4 separate regions of the Mus musculus genome follow, and regions 1, 2 and 3 are each linked to region 4. A link is a contact called in public HiChIP or PLAC-seq and promoter capture Hi-C data. All regions are on one chromosome and are shown on one strand. The core of a region is the stretch at or near the end of the contact, and the rest is flanking DNA. Distances in the headings are between cores, read along the strand shown.

Evidence for each region. Promoter capture Hi-C pulls out the DNA fragments that hold promoters and counts their contacts. HiChIP or PLAC-seq counts read pairs in DNA pulled down with a chosen protein or histone mark. Capture Hi-C pulls out chosen DNA fragments and counts their contacts.
Region 1: an H3K27ac HiChIP or PLAC-seq map of bone marrow-derived dendritic cells shows a contact between it and region 4, with 5 times the contacts expected there. The contact joins the enhancer-like site here to the promoter of Ikbke in region 4. A contact is called at or near these places in 5 of 39 promoter capture datasets (hippocampal neurons, liver, macrophages and 1 more), 3 of 115 datasets of contacts at active chromatin or transcription factors (the HPC-7 cell line, bone marrow-derived dendritic cells and microglia) and 5 of 9 other capture datasets (adipose tissue, embryonic stem cells, liver and 2 more).
Region 2: a contact with region 4 is called in a promoter capture Hi-C map of adipose tissue. The contact joins the promoter of Mapkapk2 here to the promoter of Ikbke in region 4. A contact is called at or near these places in 16 of 39 promoter capture datasets (the 3T3-L1 cell line, 3T3-L1-derived adipocytes, the C10 cell line and 9 more), 11 of 484 Hi-C or Micro-C datasets (CD8 T cells, ECoMG myeloid progenitors, the HPC-7 cell line and 6 more), 37 of 115 datasets of contacts at active chromatin or transcription factors (the 230-238 cell line, CD8 T cells, DN3 thymocytes and 23 more) and 3 of 9 other capture datasets (adipose tissue, liver and pancreatic islet).
Region 3: a promoter capture Hi-C map of macrophages shows a contact between it and region 4, with 7 read pairs. The contact joins the enhancer-like site here to the promoter of Ikbke in region 4. A contact is called at or near these places in 2 of 39 promoter capture datasets (HPC-7-derived erythroid cells and macrophages), 1 of 15 datasets of contacts at CTCF or cohesin (CD8 T cells), 2 of 484 Hi-C or Micro-C datasets (Th1 cells and nephron progenitors), 5 of 115 datasets of contacts at active chromatin or transcription factors (CD8 T cells, the SCID.adh cell line, bone marrow-derived macrophages and 2 more) and 2 of 9 other capture datasets (adipose tissue and macrophages).

What each region holds. Positions count from the first base shown.
Region 1 is chr1:131,462,628-131,466,179 of GRCm38.p6, forward strand. All of the region lies in intron 2 of Srgap2 (SLIT-ROBO Rho GTPase activating protein 2), which reads right to left. Among named protein-coding and RNA genes, the nearest start is that of Srgap2, 63 kb to the right of the region's middle. Within about 2 kb of position 1,519, at least 21 of the 459 cell types and tissues checked have an H3K27ac peak or open chromatin away from gene starts, as enhancers often do. A contact at or near this core is called in the HPC-7 cell line, bone marrow-derived dendritic cells, macrophages and 1 more, where this site is marked.
Region 2 is chr1:131,096,200-131,099,645 of GRCm38.p6, forward strand. Mapkapk2 (MAP kinase-activated protein kinase 2) reads right to left here and starts at 1,644. Exons shown (of 10, transcript NM_008551.2): 1 at 1,090-1,644. The coding sequence starts at 1,326.
Region 3 is chr1:131,444,828-131,448,152 of GRCm38.p6, forward strand. All of the region lies in intron 2 of Srgap2 (SLIT-ROBO Rho GTPase activating protein 2), which reads right to left. It also overlaps the pseudogene Gm29487. Among named protein-coding and RNA genes, the nearest start is that of Srgap2, 81 kb to the right of the region's middle. Within about 2 kb of position 1,919, at least 57 of the 459 cell types and tissues checked have an H3K27ac peak or open chromatin away from gene starts, as enhancers often do. A contact at or near this core is called in CD8 T cells, the SCID.adh cell line, Th1 cells and 4 more, where this site is marked.
Region 4 is chr1:131,277,228-131,280,884 of GRCm38.p6, forward strand. It overlaps Ikbke (inhibitor of kappaB kinase epsilon), which reads right to left and starts at 2,336. Exons shown (of 22, transcript NM_019777.3): 1 at 2,104-2,336; 2 at 1,472-1,560. All of the region lies in intron 1 of Gm51644 (a long non-coding RNA gene), which reads left to right.

The DNA.
Region 1 (3,552 bases), core at 269-2,768, 180 kb after region 4:
CTAGCATTGCCACCCACTCCACAGAGGCACACAAACAAGAGAATTAGCCCAATTTGTTGTCTATAATGAACAGGCCACTTTACCCATAAGAGCTCTAGAGTTTGGTGCAGCATGACTAATTCTGAGTAGTAATGGCTACAGTGACCTCGTTCCCTATTTTATAGCTATGTGCTGAAATTCAAAGGCACTCCTTTCCCACCCCCATCTCCCCTTGCATACTTCTGCATATCAATCCATTAAGAACCTGAAGTGTAATTTGTCTTATTCACTATCACCCTGTTAAATTGCTCTACAGCTGCTGTGGCAGTAATCACAGTGATCAGTGATTCAGACTTATTGAGCAAAGGGCTTTAAGTAGGTTCCATTATTAAAATTTCTAAAGGTTTTATTATTAAAATAAGCCAAGATAGGCCAGTATGTCTCTATGGAGCAGTCATTCTAATGATTCTTGAGTTCTGAAGGGATGTTTGTCCCAGTCTCAATGTTTCACTGGTGAATATCAGTAATTGGGAATTTAGCAATAAATAAAACCAACCAGAATTCTAAGAATGAAGACTTAATAATCTCATTTAGAGGTACAGCACTATGCAAGCCTTTAAGATGCTGCCTTTGTTCACTGAGCCACTGTTTATAACAGCAAGCACCAGAAATGACTTGTGTCTATTTGAGAAGGACAGATTCATACAATGGAATAGTATGCAACTCTATAAAAAAATGATACATGACCACCTTATCTGTATTAATACAGAAATATTCCCCAGGATATAATGGCAAAGACCAAAGGCATCCACTCAAATGAAAATAGCCCAGTGTGTTTATAATAAATAGACACTTTACTCATCAGAATGCTAGAACTGTATTAAGTAGACTATATACTGTACTAGCATTTGTGTAAAACAATAGGGGAAGAATATATTCACTCTTGCTTATATTTACATAAATTAATACCAGATAGATAAGAAACAGGGGTAGGTGATCACCACAGTGGATTAGAATGTGGTAGAAAATATTTCTTGGCAAAAGAAAAAGCCCAAAATAACCAAAAAACCAAATATTTTTCATAGTTTAATTTGCCTTTACTACTTAATTTACCTGGGAGGACGGGGGTGGAATCAGGGTGCAGACAGTTTCTACCACCCTGAAACCAAATGATGAAGCACATCTATGCCTGTCAGAAGCCACCTAGGACAGGGATGATTTTTATCAGAAGATTGACCATCTACAATAAAACACACTGGTCCTCTACCACAGAGGTGAAGAGGAGCGGATCTGCAATGATAGCTCAGTGGTGAAATACTTCCTAGCACGTATGAAGCCCCGATTCAATTCAATACAAAAGAAAAGTAAGGGGGTGGGAGAACAGCACAGAGAGGAGTCCTTCCCTACTGCCTTTGTAGTTCTTGTTTTATTCCTGGGTTTTCATAATGGGCCTTCAAAGAGAGTATACATATACGTACATCTACATGTATATGAGGTTTATAGTCTATGATTAGATCTCTCTTAAAGCTATTTTCAACACAAGTGTGATTTGGAGTCACGTCCATGGTTCCTCTTTCTCATACCAGAAGAAAGGAAAAAGGCAGCTGTTGTTTAAAGTTTTATCTAGCCTTATAGGTTAAAAGAAATGCCATCAAAATGAATACAATTAAGTTACCTGTCTAAGACTAGTGTCAGAGAATTCTTATTCTAGCACCAAAGACAACTAGATAGCTATAGATAGATGTAGAGATGAACTAACTGCAGAGTAACAAGGTCACAGGCTTCACTGTCAGCAGGAGCTCAGATGAAGGAAGTCCCAGAGCTGCCCCAGCCAAGTGAAAGAATTGGTGGCTGAAGAAATGGCTCAGCAGTTAAGAGCGCTTGCTGCTTTCAGGGGACCCTACTTGGGTCCCATGTCCCCACTCCTAGTAGCTAGAACTCTAGCTCCAGGGCATCTAATACCTTCTAATGGACTCTTTGGCACTGGCACGCACGTGTATGTACGTACACACACACACACACACACACACACACACACACACACACACACACACAAGATAAAACGCATGTACACACACATACAAAAGATATAAATTTAGAGCAACTGAGAAGGAAGGAGACAGAAAGAGGGAGAGTGATACAGAGATGGAGAGAGAGCACATGTCAGCATAAGCAAGCCTTCATCAAAGCCCACCAGAGTACAGAAAGATATTCAATAGTCATAGATTGCCTGTGTTATCTGTCCCTGCTTTCTATGCCCTATACACTCCTTTAGTATTACCCACATAAGCTGATGATTGTAATTCTTGTCATCTAGAACTAAAGCCACTACACTCCAGGCCTGATCTTCCCAGTTCCCTTTTGGATGTTTCAACCTAGATATCCCTTGGCCAAAGACTTCTTTTCCCTGGCAATAAACAGTTTCTATCTGACCTTTCCCTTTCTCAGTAAATGGTTCTTCCATATATCACAACCAATGAACCATAAAGCAAAGAACATCCTACTTTCTACCTTTGCCATCTCCCCCATCAACTTCAAACTTACCATGAATTTGTAAGGCACAAAAAGAGAAAATTGGTTATGGGTCTGAGAATCTAGAATCCAAGAGAGAAAAGCACAGGGAAAGTGGAACAAATTTGAGGAAACTCTAGGGGCTTCAGGTGCCAGCCTCCCATCCACAGCCTACCCCTTGAAGGTAATGCCTCACCCCTATTCCTAGTCAACTAGCTAAAAATAATAGTACTGATTTCTTAACCTCCTCAAATACCTCTCAAAGCCTTGCCTTCCCAGTATTTCCAATGACACCTTCTTAGTTTGTTACTTCCTGCTTCATTCAGCAGCATTTAGTAAGAAGAGATCACAGCTAGGAACTGCTTTGGAGATGGGGAAGGTTTGAGATAAGGTTTTGTTATGTGGCTCAGGCTGGTCCCAAACACTACAATCCTCTTGTCTCTGCCTCCCAAGAGCAGGCTGTACAGATGTGTCCCACCATACCTAGCTACTTAGGTGCTTTTAAACAGAATAAAAACAGCACAATCCCTGCTTCCTGGAGGTGTCGCATCTCATTATTTCTTACCCACACTACTCACATACGCTTTGTCTTCTTCCTCCCATTCTTTACATTGTACTCAGACTATCTCCTCAAAATTTAAATTAAATTGCTACAGTAAGGAATGAACAAACTTATCCTGTGAAGGTCAAATGGTAAACAGTATAGACTTCTGGGTCCTATTTTCTCTGTCACTACTAGTCAACTCTGTTCTAGTAATGTAAAAACAACCGCTTATAACACAGAAGGCGATGAGTGTGGCCATCCCAATACAGTAATTTTCAGAAATACAGACCACAGGCCAGATGGGTCAAATGGACTATAGTCTGCTGATCCCAAATTATTAATTAACTACAGTACTTGTTGCTCCACTGGAAGGAATCCAAACTCCTTCCCAGAAAAGCCTCCAACCTCAGCTGACCACCAGCTGCTCCTGTGTGTCCACTATATTCCAGCTACCCTGACCTTTACAGAGCTTACACACTGTGTCATATCCACTCGGTTAGGGCTCCTGACTGGCTATT
Region 2 (3,446 bases), core at 394-2,893, 180 kb before region 4:
CAACCAACTCCTTTCCTCGCTTAGCTAACTCCCCAAGAGCTTATAGTTTGTTTGCTTGTTTTTTAAATGTGATGCAGAAGATGAAAACAGCAAAACATCATAAAAACTAAACTTATTTTCCCCCTACAAAGTACCAGGTTTCGGTCCCGTTGACCGTGTATGACAACGGCCTCACGCATAACTCAATCTATCTGTACTCTAGAATAGCTGAAACAAAGCAAGTTGTGTGGGCTGAAGGGGAAGAGCAAAATATAACACAGGAAGTACTTTGCTCCTCCAATCATTGAGACACCCCAGGAGAAAGAAACCTGACAAGTGACCTTTAGAGATATGGTGTAACCTGAAACCCTTGAGAGAAGAAAACTTTGCAGTGACCCTGAATGACAGCCTTCCCTGCTTCACTTGGACCTTTTGAAATCCCCATTCTCCACTACCACCGACAGAAGCAGAGACGGGTAGACCCACAGAGATTAAGAGTGGGTTTCCCAAATGCAGGAATAGTATTTCCTGCCTTTGAGTCTCCGGCTACCAGGGACCAGTGTACCAGCACTAGGCCAAGCCTGGCTTACAGACAAGGTTTCCTACGGTGGAGGGAGCAATGGAAACAGCCCGGCGCAAGCCTAAGGGGCAGCGCAGGCCAGGCGCTGGCGGTTCCAGACGATCGCGGGGCACGGAGGCGGGGTCCCCAGTCTCCAGTGCCGCGCCGCTCCGCGCCGACGCGCCCCACCGCTGCGCGCCGACCTCGCGAGGCCGAGGAGAGCGAAGTCACATTCCGGCTCCCAAATAAGGAGTAGGGTTAAGGAAACCTCAGAGAGCGAACTTCTCCAAACCGACCGACCAACCAGCTCAATGAGTAAAGGGCCTTTTGTGCCCGCAGAAAGGAAGGAGGGAGGGAGGACGAGGCCACCGTGTCCTCGGCGCCGGGTAAAGCGAGCAGAGGCCGTCCGGGTCCCAAGAGTGGCCACCAGGCTGGATCCCACTCACACCCCAACATGGCAGTCCCCGTGAGTCCTCTCGGGTGCCGGCCACTCGCGGGGTGACCGGAAGCTGCACCGGATCTCAGCGCGATCCCGGGCGGCCCAGACTTACCTTTAGGGCGAATTTTTGCTGGGTTCTCTTGTCGAAGATCCGCAGCACCTTCCCGTTGATGCCCAGGCCAAGCACTTGGCTGGTGACCTTGTAGTCGTCGGTGATGGCGTTCTTTCGGATCTGCAGGCCCGACTTGACGTGGAACTGGGGGAACGGCGGCGGCGGCTGGGCCGGGGCTGGCGGTGGAGGGCTGGGGAAAGGCGCCGGCGGAGTCTGGCCCGGAGAGCCCGACAGCATGGTGCCCGGCGACTCGCGCGCAGAGGCAGGGGCCGCGGCCGCCCCCTCCTCCGGCTCGGGCCCGGGTCCCCGCCACGCCCCGCCCGGCGGCGAAGTTTGCTCCGGGCTGGAGCCGGCTGCCCCGCCCCGGCCCGGCTCCAGGCTCGGCTGGTCGCGGGGCCCCGTGGGTCCCGCTGTGCGCCGCGGGCGCCCACCAGCCCTGCTCCCTCCCCCCGGAGACGTGCGCTCCGGGGAACGCGGGACGGCAGGGCCCGGCCGGAGGAATCGCCGCGCCGAGAAGTACCAGCCCGGGGGCGGCGGCCGCGTCACAGGCTGCTCGGCGTCCTGGGCTAGTCCTTAAAGGGGAGGATCGAGGGTGGGGCTTGACTGGGAGGCGTGGACATGGGGGAGGGGTGGGCCTTAAAGGGGAGGAAGTCCAGTGGCGGGAGAGCTTAGGGACTGCGAGCAAGCGGGCTTGTGGAGGGCATCGAGACATCCTAGTTCTTAACCCGGGCCGGGCAGAGGGGAAAGGGAGGAGGGCAAAAGAAAAGCTGCTGGATAGTTCAAACAAAACCCTCACTCCTCCAGCTGCTTGGATCTAGAAGACAGGTCATCGGAGAATTGGAGGAGATGTATTTTGAAAGAAACGGATAATTGATAAGAATCTTTCTACGTGGACTCTGTGGGTGGGGGGTGAGGGGTACCCGAGCAGAGCGAGAATCCGGGGGCCAGGACTGGGGGAATAAGAGAGACTATTCATCCTAGGATCAGGTGTCAGGCAATAGTAACAATTTCCTTAACATACTTGTGAGTTTTACTTTTTTTTTCTCTCATGGACTTACTGGTTTTCACTGAGAAGAATGTACTACTGTGATACCACGAACAATTTAATTATTATGAATTCGAACATATTTTTATATAAACCCAAAATGACCCAAGATGGAATGGGGCACTCTAGCCACCTGTTATCCCGGCTATATGCAGGAGACTGAAGCAGGAGGATAACAAGTCACAGGGCCAGCCTGAACAACAAAGACAGACTCTGTCTTAAAATACCCACAAACTTCATGTCTCTCTGGGAGGTACACTTATACATTTGTGTTCTTAATTCATTGCGATTATAGAGCAAGGGGAAGGGCTGGGAAATGGTTCTAGAGTTGGGGAAATGGTCCCTGCGGCCATAGCCAATAAGTAGTCCTGAAGCAACCTAGTTCTAGTACAAATCTCTGGGCCTAACTGGCCTGTAGCACTGCTGAGATCCACAAGGGTTTGACTGTTACAGCAGTTAAGAAATGAGACAAAGGAACAAGATAGATACAAAGCTCTGGTTTACTTACTAATACAGACAAATTAAAGATGAGACCTGACCCATGGTCACACAAAGTCTTTAATATGTCCCAACAAAACTCTGGAGACGAGACAGTGCCCTGAGAAAAGGGCGTTGGAGACATAGCCCAGGATGGCAAGACTCATTTGCTGTTCCCTGTTTAGATTTCCGGAAGATACTTGTTCCAAGGAAGACAGAGATGAACAGGTGGAGGACTGTAGGCCCCCTCTTGAGATCCAACTCACTATGGATCAAGGAGACAAGCGCTTTTTCAGTGCTCAATACTTCTCGCTCATCCCTGTGGTGATAATTCTAACTGGGGGGGGGGGGGGGGGGAGGGGGATAGATGCAGTAGTTGGGTTAGCAGTGTGGCAGATACAGACCTGGGAATAGAAGGCACATTGGCTCTCCTCAGTCTGCAGCTGGGTAGATTCCTTCCACACTGAAGACAAAGCTACACAACGCCCTGTTTCAAAGGCACTGCTTGAGGCTGTGGAGATGCAGGGACAGAGAAAGGAAGGAATCTGGGGATGAGGAGGTGGAAGGTCTCATTGGCTCCTGTGGAAAGAGGTTCCCACCCTGACTGCCTCAGTTCTGTATTGCCCCCATGTACCCACAGAAGGTCTTTGGGACCTCTTGTTGGCATTTAGCCATCACCTCTTTCTTTCCAGAGGCTGGAAAGAGAATGAGCTATTCAGAGGCAGCAAGGCACCATGCAAAACTACAAACTAGAAATGAACAGAATCCGATTGTCCTAAGAAGGTGTGAGAGGGGCTAGAGAGATGGCTCAGCAGTTAAGAGTACTGACTGCTCT
Region 3 (3,325 bases), core at 669-3,168, 170 kb after region 4:
TTAAAAAGAAAGAAGAGCTGGAGAGATGGCCCAGCCAGTCAGGGAACTTGAGTTCAGATCCCAGCACCCACAGTCGGTGGCTTACAATGTTCTGTAACTCCATTTCCAGGAAATCTGATGCTCTCTCCTGGCCTTTGTAGAAACACACATATATAAAGCATATACTCTCATAGATGAACACACAAAAATAAAAATTAACCTTTTAAAATTTTTAAAAAGAAATCCCACAAAAAGTCAGAAGAGAGAGATGCATTATCCAGTCAGCTCTGTTCTATTCTGACAAATGTTTTCTCTCCATTATTTATGACAGATACAAAAGAACTCAATGTATATACCCACAGGGCATTTTTTTATAATTAATGAAATCTTCTTAAGAGGAAACTTTATGAACAAAAGCTTCAGTTGCCCCAGGACTGGCCAAGCACCATGAATACTATCTCAGTCAGAGCTAAAACTAGCTAGGTTTTTCCTAAATCTCATAGCCCGCTATAACAATCTCTTTCATAACTGTTACCAGCATCCAGCATGTGACCATTCTGCAAATGTACAAGTGTGATGGTCTGTAATGTCTTTAAGTAGAAAATAAAGGTTATCACCTTCACTATGCTTATATTTCTAAGCAGGTAATGACCAGAATCACAAGATCACAGCGGCCAATGAGAATATTCAAAGTGCCCTTGTCAGTCAGACACACAAGTACCATCAAGAAAACATCCTGTTTTCCTCCCTCCAAACTAGCCCACATCAATATAATGTCAGTCACAATTTTTTAAACAAGTGAACAAATAGTTAAACTTCTAAGTACATTAATGTGTATTTGATCCAAACCAAACATATCTTTTTAATTTTTTTTTACAAATCAAATCTTTCTTCACAAACTTTATTTCAAGAGTTAAATAGTGTATATCACTTGCTAGATAGGTTTACATATAACAAGAGTTATTAAATTTTAAAGTATATTAAAAATATATTATATATTTTAATATATATTAAAATACATGTTTTAATATACTTTAAAAGAAAAATTTGCCTAAATTCACATCTTTGTTGTAGTTTATAAATGATAATTCTTATTTAAATTCCTGAGGGATACCATGGAATTACATTATCCTCAGAATAATTTATAAATTTTTAAATATTGGGAAATGCCAAGACAGTATAAGTCTTTCTCATTTTAAGCAGCTTCCTGGGCTTGCCTTCTAAAGGAATGTTGTTCTCAAGAGAAAGCAGACTAGAAGAAGGAATTGCAACCTGATAAGCTCATTATTAGGTAAAGAAGCAAGTCTACCTGGTCCAAGGCTCAGGAAGTGGCTTCCAGAAGCCAGACTTTAAGGATTGGGCTTACCCAGAAAAGGAATACAGGAAAGGTTCCCTAAGCCAAAAGGAAGAGTGTATTTCAATGGTCCAGAGGAAAAAGGACAGAAAGACACATTGGAGGAACTGAAATAGCAAAAGAAATTCAGACTAACTAGAACATCCAACTTTAGGTAAGAGGATGGACGAAGACAGACTGATAGAGGCAGAGGTCGCAGTGCTGGCCAATACCAGATACTGAACAAGCATAGAACTGCTCCTAAGAGCAATGGCAAACCATTATAGAGCCCATATAGAAGTTATACAGCAAACTGCTTTCAAAGATGGTAAGCACGCCCTCTGGAGAGCCTAAACACAAGAAAGCATGAACCATTTCGGTTTTGGAGAGGTCAGGGGTACAGTCTTCTTCTAATGACTCCTTCAACTGGCATCTCCCATATAAACTAAAATCCCTCCAAAGCGCAAGAAGCATGGTGAACCAAAGGTTATCGAGAAATAACCGAAAGCTATGATCTTGCAAATAGATCAGTCCAGTGAGTTAGGTATTACAGCAACAGCAAGAAAACTGCATGAGTCAGGCCAGTTAGGCCTAGGTTTCTTTTCCCCATCTGAGAATCTGTGGTTAAGTGTTTCTGCCCTGCCTACCCACTATACACCAAAAGCTATGTCTCAACCACATGCCTCAACAACAGAAGTAGAAGAGACTTTAACTTGGCCTAAGAAAATGCTTTGCCTGGTTGTTTCACACCTCAAGAAGAGGGGAGGAGACATCCTCGTGGTCAAATCCATAGATGGGCATATTCAGAGCCAAGTCAGCTAAGAATAAAAAACACTGAACTAAATAAAATTAAAACCAAATACAAAACATCAAAGTTTAAGTCTGGATTCAGTCAACTCACACAGTCATACGCCAGGCTTAGGCTAATAGAGCTGACAGAAGTCAATCAACTTTACACTGGAAGGCCTGGAGTTAAAGTCCCTGAATAGAGTATGGGACTTATGGTGGTATTACTTATTGCAGAATTAGTCATGATTTCACAAGTCTTAAAAAGTTACTGCTGATACTAAAGATCAAGAAAATAAAAGCAGAGTACTGTGGGTTCCATCAGAAAAAGATACTCAAGCTCCTAGTATATGCTTTTATTTTTAAAAGGCATTATAAGAAAAATAATTAAAATGATCTTATACATCTCTAGACTGGGCAAGGATTATGTCAAAACTGATTTTGCTGGGGGGGGTGTTCACATTTTTTTGTTAGAGGGTAACAGGGAAGGGGCCTCTTCCACCAGCAGAAGCATTCACAGGTCCTTCAGCCATTGCAGACTTGGGCCCAGAGGCTCCTGTGGGTGACTGGACATATCAGGCATGTTCCCATTATCTCTCATAAGCACTGGGTAGTTGTAGGGTGTGGCCTGATTGATCATGGCAGCATACTTGGTGTTGTGGGCTAACCATGGGGATAATTATAGCGAGGCCCCAGACAGAGATGAACACTACCAGCAGCGGCTCCTTCGCCCAGTCATTCTTGAGGAAGGTGGAGATTTTCCCAGCCATCTTGATGTTGGCAGTGACAAAGGTCCCAAACTGATTTTAATATTTAACAAAACATCAGAAATAAATTAAAGACACAAACCAGTGAGCACCATGACTGGACTAGACAGACTAAGTGCCTCAGAAATTTCATTTTCTTTTTCAGCAGAGTAGACTTACCCAAATTGTATAAAGAAAATCCCTATTTTGAGTCTCTTAAGATTTATTTGTTTTATTTTAGGTATATGTGTGAGTGTCTACATGTATGTGTGTACACCACATGTATACCTGGGTCCTTTGCAAAAGCAGCATGCACTCTTAATCAATGAGCCACCATTTCCTTGGCCCCTAGATCTTTATTATTTAATGGCACAGTTTTCAGGAAAAAAAAAACAAACAACAACAAAAACAACAACAAAAAAAAACACCTTACAGCATAATTCCTCTACTTTATGATCTCACTCTGTAGCATCTTGAACAA
Region 4 (3,657 bases), core at 1,086-3,585:
TAAAACCATCAAATCCAAGGGCTCTAGAGCTCCAGGGAAGATCTGAAACCCTCCACAACTCTGCTCCCCATCTTTGTGCTCATCCCGTTCTCTTCAAAATCTGGTTCCTCTAAAGCAAACGGTTCCAGAAAGTGAAGTCTCAAAAGTTACACTGACTGCCTGTCTGAAAAATAGGCCCAGAGCCGGTCTTTGGGGATGCCTGAGGCAGGAGCATAAGAAGGACCCCCAGCCCTAAAATGCTTTGAAATAAAGCTGCGCCCATCAGACAGAGCTCTAGGACCGCACTGGTGCTCAAACCAAAAGTGGTTCCATTCTGAGATCTTTGTTTTGTTTTTCGAGACAGGGTTTCTCTGTATAGTTCTGGCTGTCCTGGAACTCACTTTGTAGACCAGGCTGGCCTCGAACTTAGAAATCTGCCTGCCTCTGCCTCCCGAGTGCTGGGATTAAAGGCATGCACCATGCCCAGCTCCATTCTTTCTGCCTGTTTTTTTTTTTTTTTTTTTAAAGACAGAGTAGCCTAGACACCTGCACTGGTATTGAGGATGGTCTTGAACTTGTGTGTCTACCTCCTAAATGCATGGGTTATGAGTGTGTACCACTTTCCCCTATCACCTTGGTGCTGGGGGCTGAATCCTTGGCTTCATGCATGGTAGCTAAGCATGCCCTTTACAAACCAAGTGAGCTATAGCCCAGCTTGTAGTCTGATTTAAAAATGCATGGAGATGCGGGAGGTTGGGGTATGTGAAGTGGGTGTAAGGGGATGGGTGGAGGAGCACCCTCTCAGAGGCAAAGGGGAAGGGGGATGGAGTAAAGGGACTGGGAAGTGGGGGCAGCATTTGGAATGTAAATAAATAAAAACAAAAGAAAATGCAAACTTTGGAGAATGTAAGCTTTTGAGCCAGAAGCCATTTAAAGAGATCAGTAGTCACACCCCAGTTTCAGACAACACACACATGTTTGCTTTAGGCAAAGGTAAGGATGCTGATGAGACCTTCTGAAGGCAACATGAACGAGTTGTCCATGCTTCTCTGTATGGCTGAGGAGTCAGCCCAATGCAAGGCTCAGACAGGGCACTGAAGTGGAGGCCAAGGCTGCAGTCTTGGGAGCTGGGTGCAGCAGATTGTGTCACCTTCAGCTGGGGGCAGCAGATTGTGTCACCTTCATGACTCTACCTAGGCTGGTCCTCAACCAAGCCCTGCTACTGGGGCAAAGCATAGCTGCAGTCAGGAAGGCGGGCAGTGAGGTGCACAGAACAGCATCCCAGATGGGCAGCATGGCCCTGGGTTCTGTACCTAGAAGCTCTGATTGTGGCACATCTGGATTATCTCTGGATCATCCTCCCATCCACCCTCCCATCCCCAAGACCCTCTGTGCATAGAAGGTGCAGCACAGCAGCCTTCTGTGAGTCAACGCCAGCCTGCCCACAGACTCCTATCCTCCTCGGGGGCTCCTCTGTGGCAGATACACATACCTGCACTCCAAGTGGCTCAGAATCAGGCAAAGACTCTCCCTGGCAAGTGTGTGTTTTGCTTTCTGTCTGGGGCAAGTCCAGGAGCTGAGCTACACCGGAAAGAGAAGGGTGGGTGGATGAGAGGCCCCTTCGTGCTGTTGCTGTGCTGTTTGATTCTCAGCCCCATCAAAGGCCACCAGTCCCAGCCCTTTAACTTGTTCCTGTTGTCACCTTCCCTACAGTTCTTGAAGCGAGCAGAGGGGGGGGGGGGGCGGTGTCCAGCTTCTTTCCAGCTGTTCTGGAAACCTCTCCTGGTTATTTGGGCCCCAGGGGAAAGATCCCAAGCAGAGGCCAGTAGAGGCCCCCAAAGCTGAACCCCAGCTTTGCATCAGCATGTTGAGAAGCAGAGCCCAGGAGGGGAGCTTTTTTTGGCCAATCATGGTTCTTCTCAGGGCCATCATGGTCCCTGCCCCTCACTGGCCTCCAAGCAGTCCGTTCTGAGAGTGTTTTCCCACAGAGGGAGTGCAGAACACTACCAGGCTCCCAGCAACCACAAGAAAAACACAGGACTCGGGCATTCAGCTGAGTATTGACTTGAAGCTGCCCCACTGGCTTCCCCACACCACCCTCCTCCACAGACACTACACACTCACCCCATCTCCTATCTCAGTTGCAGGGCAATGCAGACTTGTGGAACTGGGTGGCACCCCCAGGGATTCAGGCCTTGAAGTCAATCCTGGGCAGTGCCTAGAAGATCCTGGTAGCTATGGGGCCCCCCAGGATCCACAGGCAAAGCAGGTGATGGTCTTGAGCCTGAAGGTCTCTTTCCTGCCTCTCTGAGAGCAGTGGGGTACCCAGTCCCAGGCTCTTAACTATCATACTTCCTGATTCACTTCTCTCTCTCTCTCTCTTTCTCTCTTTCTCCCCTCCTCTTTCCCTCCCTTCCTCTCGCTCTTAAAGGGACAGGCATCTCAACGGCTGCCACACACACCTCCACTCCCCCTTCAGTAAAGGGAAAGAGGATTCTGTGAGTTGTCAAGTGGAAGCCATAGGGCCATCGCCTGAGCCACAAGGAAGCCAAGAACGGAGGCTGGGGGCTCTGTGACAGGCCACTGAGTACTATGCTGGCATCTCTGGAGGGAAATTCAAAGCTCTGCTTAAAGTTAACTAAAGAAGTCCAACAAGTTAACCAAGTTGAAAACTGCCTAGAAAGAGCCAGGACCTGTGCTTGCCCCTCCTAGAAGCTGGACAGGACTTATCTTCCTTTAGAGCTTTCAAGAACAAGTACACACCCAGATCATAGCCCCTACTCTGACCTTACACACAGCAAAACCTGCTCCCACCTGGTGCCGTTTTCTGACCACAGCCACTCAAATGCACTGTGTGCTTTAGGTAGTATGGATGGCAGGGGGATGGAGAATCTGGGAAGTGGTTTTTTTTTTTCAGACCATGTTTGATGGTATCAAGTTCTGTACACCTTTAGTAATTTGCCCACCTTCCCAGCCATAAGCCAGTACTCCAGATATCCTGGGAAGCCGGGAAGGGGGGCTGTGCTGCTCTGGTCAGCTCTGAGTGGGCAGTTGGACAAGGGGTTAAAACCCAGGAAATTCCATGTTTCTCTAGAATGTTGGTGGGACTTTCCCCTGGCCACACCTGGTGATTTCCTCTGCCAGCCCCACCCCACCACAGGGAGGAGAGGCAAGAACAGGCCCGGAGCTTGTCGCTGACAGATCCACCCAATGATAATGTGACAGCTAGAGCCCTTACAGTGGCTTTTCACAGTGAGGCCAGGAGGGGCAGACCTGAGGGTTCCACACTCCAGCCTGTGTGTTACAGGTTTCCACCTGGCAAGAACATGGGGGATTGCACTTGTCGATCATGGACTTGGAGAGGACAGAAGCATGCATTTTCTCTAGCACATTATTTAACAGGTGCTGTAAGACCCCCTTTTCTAGCAAGGTGGACCTGTTCAATGTGGCTACTCCATCAGTCTAGAAAGTCTGGGTTACTTTTATGGTAAGGGTACCCCTCAGGCCCACGAGGTATTTGCAGTGTCACTTTGACCATGCTGCAGGCTATACTCATGTTCTTCCATGAACCTGCACTCTTACTCTCCTTTCACTGGCAAGCCTATTCTCCTTTTCCACCCAGGGATTTTCACACCTTTTAACACAAGAGCCAAGCCTAGTATCTCCTGTGAAGCAGGC